Regions from separate parts of the Sus scrofa genome. Here region 2 is linked to region 1. Evidence: chromatin contacts called from public promoter capture Hi-C data. All regions are on one chromosome and are shown on one strand. Each heading gives the region's core, a stretch centred on a gene start, on an enhancer-like site or on the middle of the called end of the contact. The rest is flanking DNA. Distances are from core to core; before and after follow the strand shown. Region 1 holds the start of MPEG1 (macrophage expressed 1). Region 2 holds the start of DTX4 (E3 ubiquitin-protein ligase DTX4).

What was found. Promoter capture Hi-C pulls out the DNA fragments that hold promoters and counts their contacts.
Region 2: a promoter capture Hi-C map of fetal skeletal muscle shows a contact between it and region 1, with 5 times the contacts expected there. The contact joins the promoter of DTX4 here to the promoter of MPEG1 in region 1. A contact is called at or near these places in 4 of 5 promoter capture datasets (fetal liver, fetal skeletal muscle, liver and 1 more), 25 of 47 Hi-C or Micro-C datasets (adipose tissue, alveolar macrophages, brain and 14 more) and 2 of 2 datasets of contacts at active chromatin or transcription factors (alveolar macrophages and skeletal muscle).

The regions. Positions count from the first base shown.
Region 1 is chr2:12,190,123-12,197,703 of Sscrofa11.1, forward strand. It overlaps MPEG1 (macrophage expressed 1), which reads left to right and starts at 4,181. Exons shown (of 1, transcript NM_001267892.1): 1 at 4,181-6,472. The coding sequence starts at 4,275. The coding sequence ends at 6,428.
Region 2 is chr2:12,235,491-12,242,460 of Sscrofa11.1, forward strand. It overlaps DTX4 (E3 ubiquitin-protein ligase DTX4), which reads right to left and starts at 2,394. Exons shown (of 9, transcript XM_013994298.2): 1 at 2,346-2,394.

The DNA of each region.
Region 1 (7,581 bases), core at 2,931-5,430:
CCTGCCAATGGGGGAGTTCTGGTCAATGCATAATGCAGATACACAATGGGCAGTGAGGGGAGAGAGCAGGTCAAAGACCAGAGAAGAATTTTTATGTTTACATTTTTCTTGTCTTGCCATAAAATATGAATTTTACTTCACAAGATACTTCGAGTGACTAAACAAAGCAGAACAAAGCCAAGAAACTGAATGGACTCACAAGCCAGCCCATGATCTTATTCTCATATGTAGATCACCAAAAAAAGTCACAAAAACAATAGCATATTTAAAGGAGCTCTCAATTCTGCATCGTTCCCTGACAGAAGAACCACCTCCCATAACTCACTTGTTTTCATGGTTATTTCAGGTAGAAAGAAAAATGGTGGTGTTTTTTCTTTGCCCCTACTCAAGTCCATCTGAAGATCCTACTATGAAAGAGTGAAAGATTGAATGCTAGATTGGTTTTGTGTTACAAGTATAGAAATATGCTCTCTACCAGCGGTTAACCCAGAGAGATCAGATGCCACCCAGTTACTTATTTTACTCAAATTCTCCTCAAAGGGGAAGTTACACGACAGGAAGGACCCGGGAACTAAGGCAAGAGGACCTGAAAGAATTTCCACTGTGCTCACAGTTCTATTGAGGGCAAAGCTCTCTGTTTAGTTGTTTTCTGCTGAAGGAGAATTCAAGAGCCACTCTTTATATTAGACTGGCGTCATTAGGAAACCTGAAAGCAGATGCAGAAGGGGAAGTGGTCCTAACGGCTCAATCCAGTGGAGTTTAACTCGGAGAGTAGAAGAAAAGGAAGCAGTGGTCCAAGAGCTCACCCTGCATCAAATAGACTCTTAAAAAAGTATAAAGTTTTGACTTTGGCTACTCCAAAAATGTATACTGACAATGGGTCCCTGACAAAAGATGCTCAATAAGCATTTATTTAAGGGGTGGATGAACTGTGCTGAGAATGATCCTGAGGCAGTCCCAGAGCTCAGTGGAAAAGAATGGAGTGATTGATTAGTGATGTCTTCCATGGCATGGACCAGGGGTGGTACAGCCTAAAAATGACATCTTTGCCGCATCAAGTTCCTTCTTCAGTAGAGTGGAAGTATCACCTTAAATCACAGACTTGCATCCTCTAAACCTAAATATGGAAACAGCAAAGGGGAAAAAAAAAAGGAGCAGAAAGGGAAAGTTGATGAGGAGAAAAAGAATTAGAAAAAAATGTGAGGGACAAATGCTAATAGAGGAAAGAAATGAGATGGCCAAGTCTGCCAACGTCTGGACTGTTTAGTGGGAATATGTAGAATTTCCCATGGGCCATCTGCTGTTACCCGCAAGATGGAAAGGAATCAAGAAGCCACTGTGTTCTGATTTTTGGGATCAGGATACAAAGAGTCCTGATGGGAAGGACAGTTTCTGAAGGGAAGGGGCTGACAAAGCAATTCCAAGAACATCAGGTGAGCAATCAACTCTTTCGAAAAGAAAATCCCATCACGTTGTGACTGATACCTCCTGGATCTTCCAGAATCAAGTTGTTCTAGATTCTTTCAAAGTCATGGGTCTCTCATCCATTTTGGGTTTATGCAACCCTCAGTTTTTAGACTTCCACTAAACCCAGTTTCCCTGATGTCTACTAAAAATAAGGGAGGGGATAAGCCTAGACAGGGGATAAGCAAACACAGCCCAGCGTTCCCCCACCACCCCCATTTCAGAGTGCAGATGAAATGCAGAAGTAAGGAACTCATGGGCCAGCTCCAAGACCGCAGAGCTGAACCTCAGACATGAATCACGGTTTGGCTCTGCATGAGCTGGTGTCTCAAAGTTGCACGTGCTCAAACTGAGAAAGAAAGCAGGCGTGGGACTTCCCTCTCACATCTTTTTGGAGGAAGTGAAATCACTCTCCTGCCACACAGATGCATAACTTTTGTAGAAAAGTTGCTTTTATCTTTTAAAGACCAAAGTGGAGCTTTTAGATCCAGGCCCTTGAAAGTGGCCATCTGGAGGGTTTATGCGGTTGCTTCTGCAGTTCAGCACAAGAAATAGTGGAAAAAATTACTGGTGAGCAGAGTAGAGCGGGAAAGGAATGGGTGGCGGGCTCTGGTCAAACTTCTATAGGTCGTTTCCTCCTACCTGACCGCTATGAGCAGCAATTCCTGCTGGTGGCATGCAAATTTAATTTGAGCCGAAATTCCCAACATTTGCACTTCCTCTTTTATTGTTTCTCTGTGAACTGAAAAGAGAACTTCCTTGAGCACAGAAAACATAGGCCCTGGCATATGAAAATTCCAGAAATATTTGATTTCTTTTGTTTTTTAAATGTATATTTATTGCTTATTTTTCTGAGTACAAAAATAACAGTTATCTATCCCTGCATTTTAGTAGATTCTCAATAAAAAATTGTCAAAATGAGTAAAAACACGCTCATTACCGAAAACACAACAAACAAAGAAAAAAAGAAAAAAATTAAATAATTCATAACGCCTACCAACTAGATATAATTGCCATCAATGGGCTGGTCCCCTGATTATGTTTGTACATAGCTGAGGTCATCTTGAATGTATATCACGCTTTTGTCACTTAACATTAAGGCTGAAGAATCTTCTTTGTTATTAAAATCTTTTGAATATATAATTAGGATGTCTGCCGAATATTTTGTCTTATGGATGAGATATAATTTCACTCTTGTTGGCTCTTTTAGCTATTTTCAGTTTTTTGCTACGATAAAAATAAAGAGGAAAACTGTTACCAGCGTCCCCCAAAGACAATGGCCAGGTGTTTAGAGATATAGGAACACTTGAATATAGAATTATCTATATTTACTTTGCTTGCATTCTCATTAAATCAGAATGAGGTCTCATCACAATCTATTAAAAAAAAAAAGCAAAAAGTAAGAAATTGTCAGTAGGTCTCCGAAACAGTAAGAGTTGTCTGATTCTGATGAACTAGCCCTGAAGTAGTTTGAAGGGAAGTATGTGGATATTTCAACAGACTTTTTGGAAATATGCAAGGTATTCAACTCTAATTTTTCTCATTCTAGGATCATTCTACTGAGCTATAAACTTATAGCTAAATGATTTACAAATTAACCAGGACATACTGCATAGAGACTTGCTTCTCTAGCCAAATATAAAACAGATACTGGTTCATTAATTAATCCCCCTTGAGTGCAAATGAATTCCCCAGAGCATGATAACTGAGGCATGAATAGACCCAGAATATGGTATTTCTGGGTTTTCGGAACACCATCATGGTTTTATGAATAATTAGTGATGCTCTGCCTGTGAAGCTGGGAAACTGGCCTCATTATTTCTGCACACACTTGTCAGCTGCATCAGTGATAATGTGCTATAATACAATTCCTTGAAACCTTTTCAGAATGCATACAGGTTGTCTGTGAATTCAAACGTGATCTTTTCAGGCTCAGCACTCCCTCTGGTTCATGGTATGATTTGGGGAACCATGAGGGTGCAATTGAGAGCTTCTGTGAACTCCTATGGATTCCCTGGGTACCACTCAATGTATGAGTTGTCCCAAAGAGTTGACAGAGCCGGGCTTCAGTTAAGCCTGGTTCTCGATCAATGGCCTAGAAACACTGTTCTAAATCGTGCAGTTTCCTACACTGATTTAGCATTAGCACACAAAAGCAAAGTCATGAAATTTTCTTCTCCTAATGATATAACAAATGAGCTGTTGTCTTAGAAAACTTGAGTCATGAAGAGCTACATTCATTTTGATGCACCTATGCTGGTTACACGAACTTAACAATGAAATGAAACAATAAAAGCAATAGGCACCAACTTATTGCCAACCCCTACACACAGGAAAAGGAAACTGGTATTGAAGTCCCAGGAGAGAGGAGGTAGGGAAAATTTGAAATATCAAGAGAGTGAACCAAAAAAAAGCAAAATCCAAGCTTTCTTTCAAAGCCAGAAATCTCACATGGAGTTAAGAGTAAAGCATGGGGTTGTACTTTTTCTAAGTGTCCACTACTGCTGCAGAGTAGCCAGCTTGGGGCTGAAGGAAGTAGGGAACCTCTGGGAAGTTCAGGATTATGGATATGGGGCTGCATTCGCATATGTAGTAGAATACAATGCTCTTCAACACATCGATGGACCTTCGTATTCCAACTCACTCTCATTTCCCCATTTGCGATTAGACTAGCCTAAAGAGGAACCAGTGGCTTTAGAACTGCTGAACTTTTTGTTTCAGCAACGACTTTCTTTCCAAGCAGTTCAGTCTGCACAGAGCTCGCTGGCTGTTGCTGAGGGCTGACGTGACAGGCTGGGGCTGTCTGAGCCATGAACGGCTTCAGGGGTGCCATCCTTATCTGGGCAGTGGCAGTGTGGGCTAAAACGGACACATCTCTGGGAGAGGCAGCTGAGGCTGGATTTCAAAAATGCAAGAATGCCTTAAAACTACCTGTCCTGGAAGTCCTACCAGGAGGTGGCTGGGATAATCTTCGGAATGTGGACATGGGACGGGTGATGGACCTGACGTACACCCACTGCAAGACCACAGAGGATGGACAGTACATTGTCCCTGACGAGATCTTCACCATTCCCCAGAAACAGAGCAACCTGGAGATGAACTCAAAAATCCTTGAGTCCTGGGTCAATTACCAGAGCACCACCTCTTACTCCATCAACATGGAGCTCTCTCTTTTTTCCAAAGTCAATGGCAAGTTCTCACCTGAGTTCCAGAGGATAAAGAGCCTCCAGGTGAAGGATCAAGCTGTGACTACCCAGGTTCAGCTAAGAAACCTGGTCTACACGGTCAAAATCAACCCAGATGCAGAACTAAGCTGGGGGTTTAAAAAGGAGCTCATGGACATCTCTGAACGTCTGGAGAACAACCAGACACGGATGGCCACCTACTTGGCGGAACTCCTGGTCCTCAACTATGGTACCCATGTCATCACCAGTGTGGATGCGGGCGCTACTCTCATTCAGGAGGACCACATCAGATCCTCCTTCCTCCAGGACAGCCAGAGCAGCCACAGTGCTGTGACTTCATCTGCTGGAATCACCTTCCTAAACATCGTGAACTTCAAACTTGAGGAGAGCTACATCTCCCAGAATGACTTCACCAAGAACTACCTCTCCAACCGAACCAACTCCAGGGTGCAAAGCATCGGAGGGCTCCCTTTTTACCCAGGCATCACCCTCCAAGCCTGGCAGCAGGGCATCACCAACCACCTGGTGGCCGTGGACCGTGCTGGCCTGCCTCTGCATTTCTTCATCAACCCCGACAGGCTGCCTGACTTGCCAGGGCCCTTGGTGAAAAAGCTGTCAAAGACGGTGGAGACAGCTGTGAGACGCTATTACACCTTCAACACCTACCCTGGCTGCACAGATCTCAACTCGCCTAACTTCAATTTCCAAGCCAACGTGGATGATGGCTCCTGTGAGGGGAAAATGACCAATTTCTCCTTTGGTGGAGTTTATCAGCAATGCACCCAGCTCTCAGGGAATGAGTTTGTCCAACTCTGCCAAAACTTGGAGCAGAAGAATCCACTCACAGGTGATTTCTCCTGCCCTTCTGGCTACTCCCCCATCCGCCTGCTGACCCAGACCCATGAGGAGGGTTACAACCGCCTGGAGTGTTCACAGAAGTGCACTCTCCTCATTTTCTGCAAGACGGTGTGTGAAGATGTGTTCCGGGTGGCCAAGGCTGAGTTTAGGGCTTTTTGGTGTGTGGCCAGTGGCCAAGTGTCAGAAAACTCAGGGCTACTTTTTGGGGGCCTCTTCAGCAGTAAGAGCATCAACCCTTTGACAAACGCACAGTCGTGTCCAGCTGGCTATTTTCCCTTGAGACTTTTTGAGAACCTCAAGATATGTGCCTCGCAGGACTACGAGTTGGGATTCCAGTTTTCAGTCCCTTTTGGCGGGTTCTTTAGCTGTGTGGTCGGGAACCCCCTGGTGGATCCTGCCATATCTGGAGATTTAGGGGCGCCTTCTCTAAAAAAGTGTCCGGGGGGTTTCAGCCAACACCTAGCCCTCATCAGTGATGGGTGCCAAGTATCTTACTGTGTCAAGTCTGGGCTTTTTACAGGAGGGTTTCTACCTCCTGCCAGGCTTCCACCTTACACCCGACCACCCCTCATGAGTCAGGCTGCCACCAACACTGTCATGGTGACAAATACTGAGACTGCCAGCTCCTGGATTAAAGATCCCCAGACGCACCGGTGGAAGCTGGGAGAGCCGCTGGAGCTTCGCAGGGCCATGAAGGTCATCCATGGGGATGGCAGTGCCCTGTCTGGAGGAGCAGCAGCTGGGGTCACACTGGGGGTCACCACCGTCCTGGCAGCTGTCATCGCCCTGGCCATCTATGGCACCCGGAAGTACAAGAACAGGGGCTACCAGGCGGTCCAGGATGAGAGGCAGAGTTTGGTTCCAGGTGCTGCAGTGACTGGAGACGCCCTTGACCAAGGGCAGGAGCAGAGTCCAGCCTAGGTCCTCCCTGGAAACAGATGCTCTCATCTCCAGCCAGCCCATCACGTGTGTCTTTCATTTTCCTTTCTTCACGTCTGCCTTCCTAAGTGCAACCAATAGCAGGTACAACTTTGTGACTTTCTTAGGTCTCTGGGCTAAGAAATGAACAGAGCTACGTGGACCAGGTTGGAGGAAGGGTTGGATAGTGGTGGTGATTTTTTTTTTTCTTAAGCAAACATCATCCTAGGGCCTAAAGCATGAGGGTGGTGTCTTTTCTCTATGTGCCTCATCAAGTATCTTCACCTGAATGCTTATGTGTATAAAGAAGCAAGGGAGGATGTTAACATTTGAATTCGGAGATGATGCATTTAATCGGAGGTCAGCCATGGACTCCAATTCATGAGCTGTAAGACTTCCTTCCATTAAGGGTTACCCTCCCACTATTTTGTGTTTATTTAAAGCTGTCTGGATTTCATGCTCCTAGAGGCGGACAAAGCCCCCAGATGTCCTGGTTGGCTACTGCTTTTCAGCTCTGCAGGCTCCTGTTGATGGCATGTTTCATTTCCTCTGGGTCATCCCCACCACGGCATCTGAACAGAGAGAGGTGCCTGTACCAAGCACACGTTTTCCAACTTCCCCACAATCCAGACTTACGTAGACCAGGCCACCCTTGGACTTCAGGCCAGTGTCACAAAGTCCTCAGGAAATATTTTAAGATATAAACTTCAATTAAAATGTCAAGGGAGAAGAGATAATTGGGAGACGAGGAGTGAATGAAGGAAAGATGAAAGCTGGAAAAGATTCTAGGGCTCATGGGGAATTGGAATTCTTACCCACAGCCAACTCCCTGGTTTCATCCTCTTAACTCGTCAGAAATGGGGCCAAGAAAGGAGCTGCAGGTTTGGATCGATCAAGCATTATCACTGCATGTTCTGTTACCAAGGCGCAATCCCTTACTCTTCCAGGGATGGCCATCCCTCTTCCCATCCCCCATCATAGGCACCCCACGCCCCAACACACACGCACACACACATACACACCCCACATTCCAACAAGAAGACTTTTTCTGGGGTAGGAGACAAGGAAAAATACAAGAAGTCAAAGGAAACCCATACCTGAGTATCAGCTCCTCCCTAAGACATAAAAAGAGCAGAAAACACCAATTATTACCTTG
Region 2 (6,970 bases), core at 1,144-3,643, 44 kb after region 1:
ATCCTAATTAACACACAGGATGTGGGGGCTTTCCAAGGAGGCAGAGATGCCCTGCTCCAACAGCTGTTCTCTGACCCTCTGAGACTCTCCCAGTCATCCTCTCTGCTCCCTCCCCTCCACACCTGCCTCTCCAGGCTCCTCAGTGACACTCTAGGGAAAGCCAGCCAGAATTCCAGAAACAAACCGCCACTTCTGTGAAAAGACTACTGGAGAGATAGACTTGTCCCAGGTCAATTAAACCTGGGTACCAAGCAAAGCGATGCAGCTCCCCACACCCCTCCTCCTGCCAATGACCCACCGCCCCAACCTCCATCCTGCAGGCTCTCTTCCTTGTTCAGACCCAGAAAGGCTGACCAGCGGGGAAGTGGGATTTGTGGTGTCCACGGTGGCAACTTGATTCTCACCAAAAGATAGTTTACTGTTCCCCCAGAAGGGACCATTTCAGGAGGAAGCTTGGGGACAGTTTCTCCTTAGGAATCTACCACCTCCTCCTCCTCCACCATGGACAAAGGGAGCGGCTTCCCTGCCAGGCATTCCGGAGCTGTGTCCCTCCCCCTCCTCTCTCCATCTGCTCTGGCCTGTTGCTTCAGCGCTAGGAGTGCCCCACCAGAGGCACTCACCAATGCCACAGCTACCAGGGCGTTTCCTGCCCTGGAATCCCCTAACTCCATCTCCCCAGCCAAGAAGACTCTCCCCCCCCCCCCCGCCCCCGCCCCCCCCCCCAGCTGAAGGCCTCTAGGGAATCATCCCTTCTTCCTCCCCTCCCTCCTACCCCCGCCTTCCAGTTCCCACCTAGGATGCAGCAGTGAGAAGGCATCCCACACGGTAGGGGGTGGGGGGGGATGAAGAGGCAGTGAGGTGGGTTTCCAGGGGAACCCTCGGCAGGCCAACGGGTGCCTGAGGCAAAGCAGGGTCAGCCAACGTGATTAGTGGGGATGAGAGCAAGATGCCTTTCTTGGCGGCTGGGCTCGCTAGTGGGCTGGTGCGGGCCCCAGAATTTCTGCAAGAGAGGACTTCGGGCCACCAAGCGCTTTAAAGGCACCGTGAAAGGGGATTTCTTAGGGGCTAGGTTGAAGCTCGGTTTGCATAACCAAACCGCTGATACTATTTGCATGGATGTTTATTGCACGGAGTATCTTAAGAGGATCAAGGGGAGGAAAGCGCCCTCTCCACGACAACCTCTGGGCGACACGACTGTATGGAAGTGAGGGCCGGGGTGGGCCCCGGTGGGGCTTGAGAGGCGGGAGATCTCAGGGCAGGCAGGGGAGGTGGCGCGGGCGGGGCAGGGGCGGCCGGCTCACCGGTGTCCTGGCGAAACTGGTTCATGGACTGCAGGTCGATGATGTAGGGCGCGAGACGGCTGTCCACCTGGCCCAGCACCACGCTGCCCCCGGCGCGGGGGCCGGCGCGGACCACCGCCTCGATGTGGTGGCTCACGGCCGGGCTGTAGGGACGCCAGCGGCCGTGCTCGTTCAGCCATTCCCAGACCACCACGGCCGAGGCCAGGAGCATGGCGAGCCCGGGGCTGCGGCGGCGGCGGCGGCAGCGCTGCGCTGCCACCCTCCCAGGGCCGGCGCGCCCTCCCTCCTCCGCTTCCTCCTGCGCCGCCGCCTCCGGGCCTCGACCGCGCCCCCAGCCCCGCGCCCCGACACCCCAGGCAGCCTCAACTCCGGCCCATGGGCCGCTCCCCAGACGCGCATCCACCGGGGCCCGGAGACCGGGGCCGCCTGGCTCCGACCGCGCGCCGCCGCCGCCGCCGCCCCGGTCCGCTGCTGCTGCCGCTGCTCCGTGGGGTCTAGTCGCTTCATGCAAATGTCCGGCTCTCGGCAAATGGACCCCCGCCTTGCAAAACCACCTGGCAGGCGCGCAGCCGGAACCCAGGCGGCCGCAATCTGGAGCAGACCGCGAGGCGAGGATCTAGCCCTCGCACCAGTTGCGCCTTGGGCTCTGCAGTCGCCGGGGTGGGATCTCGTGGCGCGATCGCGCTTGGAATGGCACGCTGAGCCCTCCTCCCCTTCCCTCGTTCCCCTCCCTCCGCACCCTTTCGCTGCAAGTTCCGCTGTCGCCGCCTGGGCGAGAGCTCCCCCTCCCTGTGGCTCTGCTCAGCCTCTTCCAGAACGAATTGGCCCTCCCAAACTGGGCTCCACCGTAAAGCCGCGCCTGCGGGGTTTCCCCAATCCCTAGACGAGGAAAAGCGACCCAGCAGGACCAGGCCCCGGGACTCCAGTTGCGGCCGGGCGCAACTTTGCAGCCTCCCTCTCAGAAATGGAATTTCCCTTTTTCTTTTCTTTTTCTTTCTTTCTTTCTTTCTTTTTTTTTTCATGCACTGTGATCAGTGTCCGTACCGCTAGCTCCGAGACACGCAGTGTCTTGCACACTCACGCTCGCACACACGCGCGCCCACAGCCTGCACGCTCTCCCTGCTGTGGTTATTACCTCATCTTCGCGTCCTCAGCTGTCCGTCACGGATGCAGAGCCACGCCCCCTGACTACTCGAGCCGGTGCTTTCCCGCCCCCTGCTGGCCCAAAGTGACGCATGCCGGCCACTGGCCACACACTAGTTACTGCTCAAGTCAAGCCTCTCTGCTAATGGACACAGTCCAAACGGATGCAGCAATTTGAGAAATGATGGATTAACATCGTCTACGTAGAGAGCAAATGTGGTTTTTCTGACCTTCTTTCACGTTACTAGACATCAGGAAGATACATGCTAAATTGATTTATTTCACAGGGTTTCTATGACGGAAATAAGCTAGAGTTGGTTATTTTGATCATCAATAGTCAATGTGAAAAAAAAATCTAAAATGGGAGGCTTCTGACTAAAAAGGCAGATTGATATCAGGATTACATATTAATTTTTCCAGAAAATACACACTTTGATTTGCTAAAGTTGCAACCACATAAGGCAGTGAATCCATATGATCAAAATACAGGATAAGATAACAAAAAAATCAAAGTAGATTAAGTGCTAAGAACTGGGATTATGAAACTTCATAATATCATATGATCGTTTTTGCTTTGGAAGGTTTGCTTTCCTCTCTGTTTCTTACCTGCTCTTGAATAACACCTGTCTTTTCTCCCATAGCAAGTACTTTCCAAATCATATTCACCCCTCTACCCTTATTTCCCTCCTTACCAAGTTCTGAATACAATGCATACTCCTCTAACAGCTTCCAAAATCACCAGGCTTGAGGCTACCTCTGAACTTTGTTCTTCCTGGTCCCCTTGCTCAGAAACCTCCTCAGGGTATTTTCCGCAATCTCTAGTAAGCCTTTCTTCTAAGTCCAATATTAAAACATGGAATTTTAGGGTTTGAAAGACAAAAGAGAAAGTTAAGGATACCTCAACTAACCCTAACAGGAGCCATTGTTATTCTCATTCTATAAATGACAAGGCTTAGGGAATTTGAACAATTTGCCCCAGCTACCTGTTTAGCAGAGGGGAAACTTGTATTTAGAATTTAGTTGGGCAAAAATCCCAACTGAACTAAGACAAAAAAAGCCCCACCTTTTTCCATGACACCTGTTACGTGAGGGAGATAGTGCAATAGGAGGCAAGGTGTACGTCAACGTAAAAGTGCCTCAATGTGAAAGAAAGGAGTGAGAATGAGGAGAAAGTGTTCTGGAAGGACAAAAGTAGAATTAAAGAAAAGGTGATATAAATTTGTATTGCGCTACTTTTACTTCCCATCAGGAAACCAGGACTACGAAGTCCCTGGAAGCTTTTTTGTGGTCTGGGTAAGTACAGATCCAGAGACCATCAGTGACGATTTAAGGGGATGCTCGGAAATAGCAGGGAGAAAACAGCATCTGACCAGCTAAACCAGAAATTCCCAGGCAGTAAAAACCTAAAGCTGTTAAGAGAAGTACGTTCTATGAGTGCTCAAAAGGAATGTGTGTTCTGTTATTGGGTGGCATGTTCTCTAAGTTTTTATTAAATGCTATTGGTTGATGACTTTGTTGAGTTCTTCCTTTTTTTTTTTTTTTTTTTTTTTGTCTTTTTTTGCTATTTCTTGGGCCGCTCCCGTGGCATATGGAGGTTTCCAGACTAGGGGTTGAATTGGAGCTGCAGCCACCGGCCTACGCCAGAGCCACAGCAACGCTGGATCCAAGCCGCGTCTGCGATCTACACCACAGTTCACGACCCACTGAGCAAGGGTAGGGATCGAACCCACAACCTCATGGTTCCTAGTCGGATTCGTTAACCACTGCGCCACGATGCGAACTCCAGTTGAGTTCTTCCTTACCCAGGCTGATTGTTCTTTAAATTGTTGAGAGTCTCTAACTATAATTTTAGATTTGTCTATTTCTCCTTTTAGTTCTAACAGGTTTGCTTCACAAATTTTCCACTTTGTTGCTTGTGCTTGTACATTTAAGAATGCCATGTTTTCGGAGTTCCCGAAAAAACGATCTGGCGTTGCGGTGAGCTGTGGTGTAGGTTACAGACGCGGCTCAGATCCTGCGTTGCTGTGGCTCTGGCGCAGGCTGGTGGCTACAGCTCTTATTAGACCCCTAGCCTGGGAACCTCCATATGCCTCGGGAGCCGCCCAAGAAAAGGCTAAAAGACATAAAAAAAAAAAAAAGAATGCCATGTTTTCTTGGTGGGTTGACTCTTATATCATTTTATATATATATATATATATATATAATATAATGACATATAAATAAATACATAAATATATATATCAGTATATATATTTTAATATACTGATATATATATTTATATACCTCTCTCTGTCTCTGGTAATTTTCTTTGGTGTGAAGTCAACTGTATCTAATATTAAGATAGGTACTTGTGTTTTCCTTTTATCAATGTCTTCATGATTTTTTTTCTGGTTCATTTGTTTGTTTTGTTTCATTTTATTTTTAAGCCCACGGTATAAGGAAGATCCCAGTCTAGGGGTTGAATTGAGCTGCAGCTACCCAGCCTATATCACAGCTCCCAGCAACACCAGATCCTTAACCCACTGAGCGAGGCCAGGGATCAGACCTGCGTCCTTATGGATATTAGGTTTGTTACCACTGAGCCACAATGGGAACTCCTTCATTATGTATCTTTTTTCCATTCTTTTACTTTTTTTTTTTTTTTTTAATTGTTATGGCCTCATCTGAGGCATATGGATGTTCCTGGGTCAGGGATTGAATCTGGAACCGCAGCTGTGATCTACACTGCAGTCGTGAACTATGCCACAGCTCTAGCAACACCAGATCCTTTAATACACTGCTCTTGGCTGGGGATCAAACCCAAGCCTCTGCAGCAACCTGAGCCTCTGCAGTTGTATTCTTACCCCATTGTACCACAGCAGGAACTCCATTCTTTCACTTTCAATCTGTCTGTACTGTTAGATTTGAACTGAGTTTTTTGGTAGACAGTTTGTAGCTGGGTCATGTTTTAATCTACTCTGCCAATCTCTTCACTTTAATTGGTGTATTTAAACCATTTACATTTATGGTAACTATTGATGTGTTAAGGCTTACGTCTGCCAGGTTTTTTGTCTTCTGTTTACTCCCTCTGTTTTCCTTCTTCTGCAGGTTACTTGCACATTTTTAAGATTCCACTTTGACTTCTGTATAGTGTTTTTCACTGTTTATCTTTGAATAACTTGCTTAGAGGTTGCTTTAGGCATTACGCAATATATTTACAACATCACAATCTACTAATGTAGTCATTTTAACAGTTCAAGTGAAGTATGGAAACCTTACTTCCCTTTGCTTCTTTTCATTCTCTCTCTCATTTGTAAATGCCTTCAGGATTTCCTCTATATACCTTTAAGGCCACATCAGACAGTGTCATGTTCTGTTGACTGATCATTATTCTGCAGTTACTTGGCTCTATTCATTTTCCTACAGTGCTATGTATTGCATGCTGACTGTGATATGAAGAATCCTCTAAAGTTAGGCAAATCAGATCAGAGAGTACTTGACTCCTGTTTTCAAATAGGTAGTCATCCGAGTCGTTGTTACTTAACAAGTTTGACTACTTTAACTGTAGTGCAGCTGTTCATCAGTTTCCCAAGGCAAAGAGGGTGGTAGATTATATTTCCCAAAAATGGCCTCAACAATATTTCTGGTCCCTTGTGCTCTTCCGGAATATTGTCATTCCTTTACAAAGAGGTTCCATCTGTAGCATCCTTAGCTGCCTGTCCGATAGACCACCACCATGGAAGAGCCACTGTCTGACTTTCATGAATAGGTCCAAAAAATGATAAAAGTATAAAAAGGATTTTGACTTTTAAGAAGAAGCAGCCTATGCCTTTAGCTCAGCACAACTAAAAACTCTGGAAAACCATGAGAAGACTCTGAAATTTGGAGGACAGGCAGATCACTTAGGGACCTTGGGACCCAAGGAATAAAATGGCGTTGAGTACCCTAGTTTTCTTTTTGCCTCATATAACCCGGACTTGGAATGGTAGAAGCCAGCAACTGGGGAATGCCATGGGCAGAGACCCAAAATAAAACAAAACAAAAGAACACAATACAACGTGAAAAGCTTATTCCCTGTAACCAAAAAAAAAAAAAAAAAAAAAAACAAACCAAAAAACAAAACAAAACAAACAAAAAAAACCCAAAGAAAGGGGTAGCACAGCAAAATTGAAAACTTTTAAATAATAACCTCTCTACTCAAGCCAAACAGCACAGAAAAATTGTGGTTCCCATCCTGACCTATGCCAGCAAAGGCTGAGTGGGGAACCTACATCCTTGCCAGGCTGTCATCAGGCACCCCAACCCTACCACATCTGTTTTTTCCTAGACCCTGCCCTATGTCTATCCCTTTGATGATTTTTAAATTTGATACATTTTATTTTGGGGGCAGTTTTACATTTATAGAACCTTTTAGTGGAAAGTACATAGTTCCCATATGTCCCCTCAGAGCTCCACCCTAATATTAATATCTAGTGTTAGAGTGATGTTTTTGCTAGCAGTTGCTGAGAAATATTGATACATCATTATTAACTAAAGTCTACATTTCA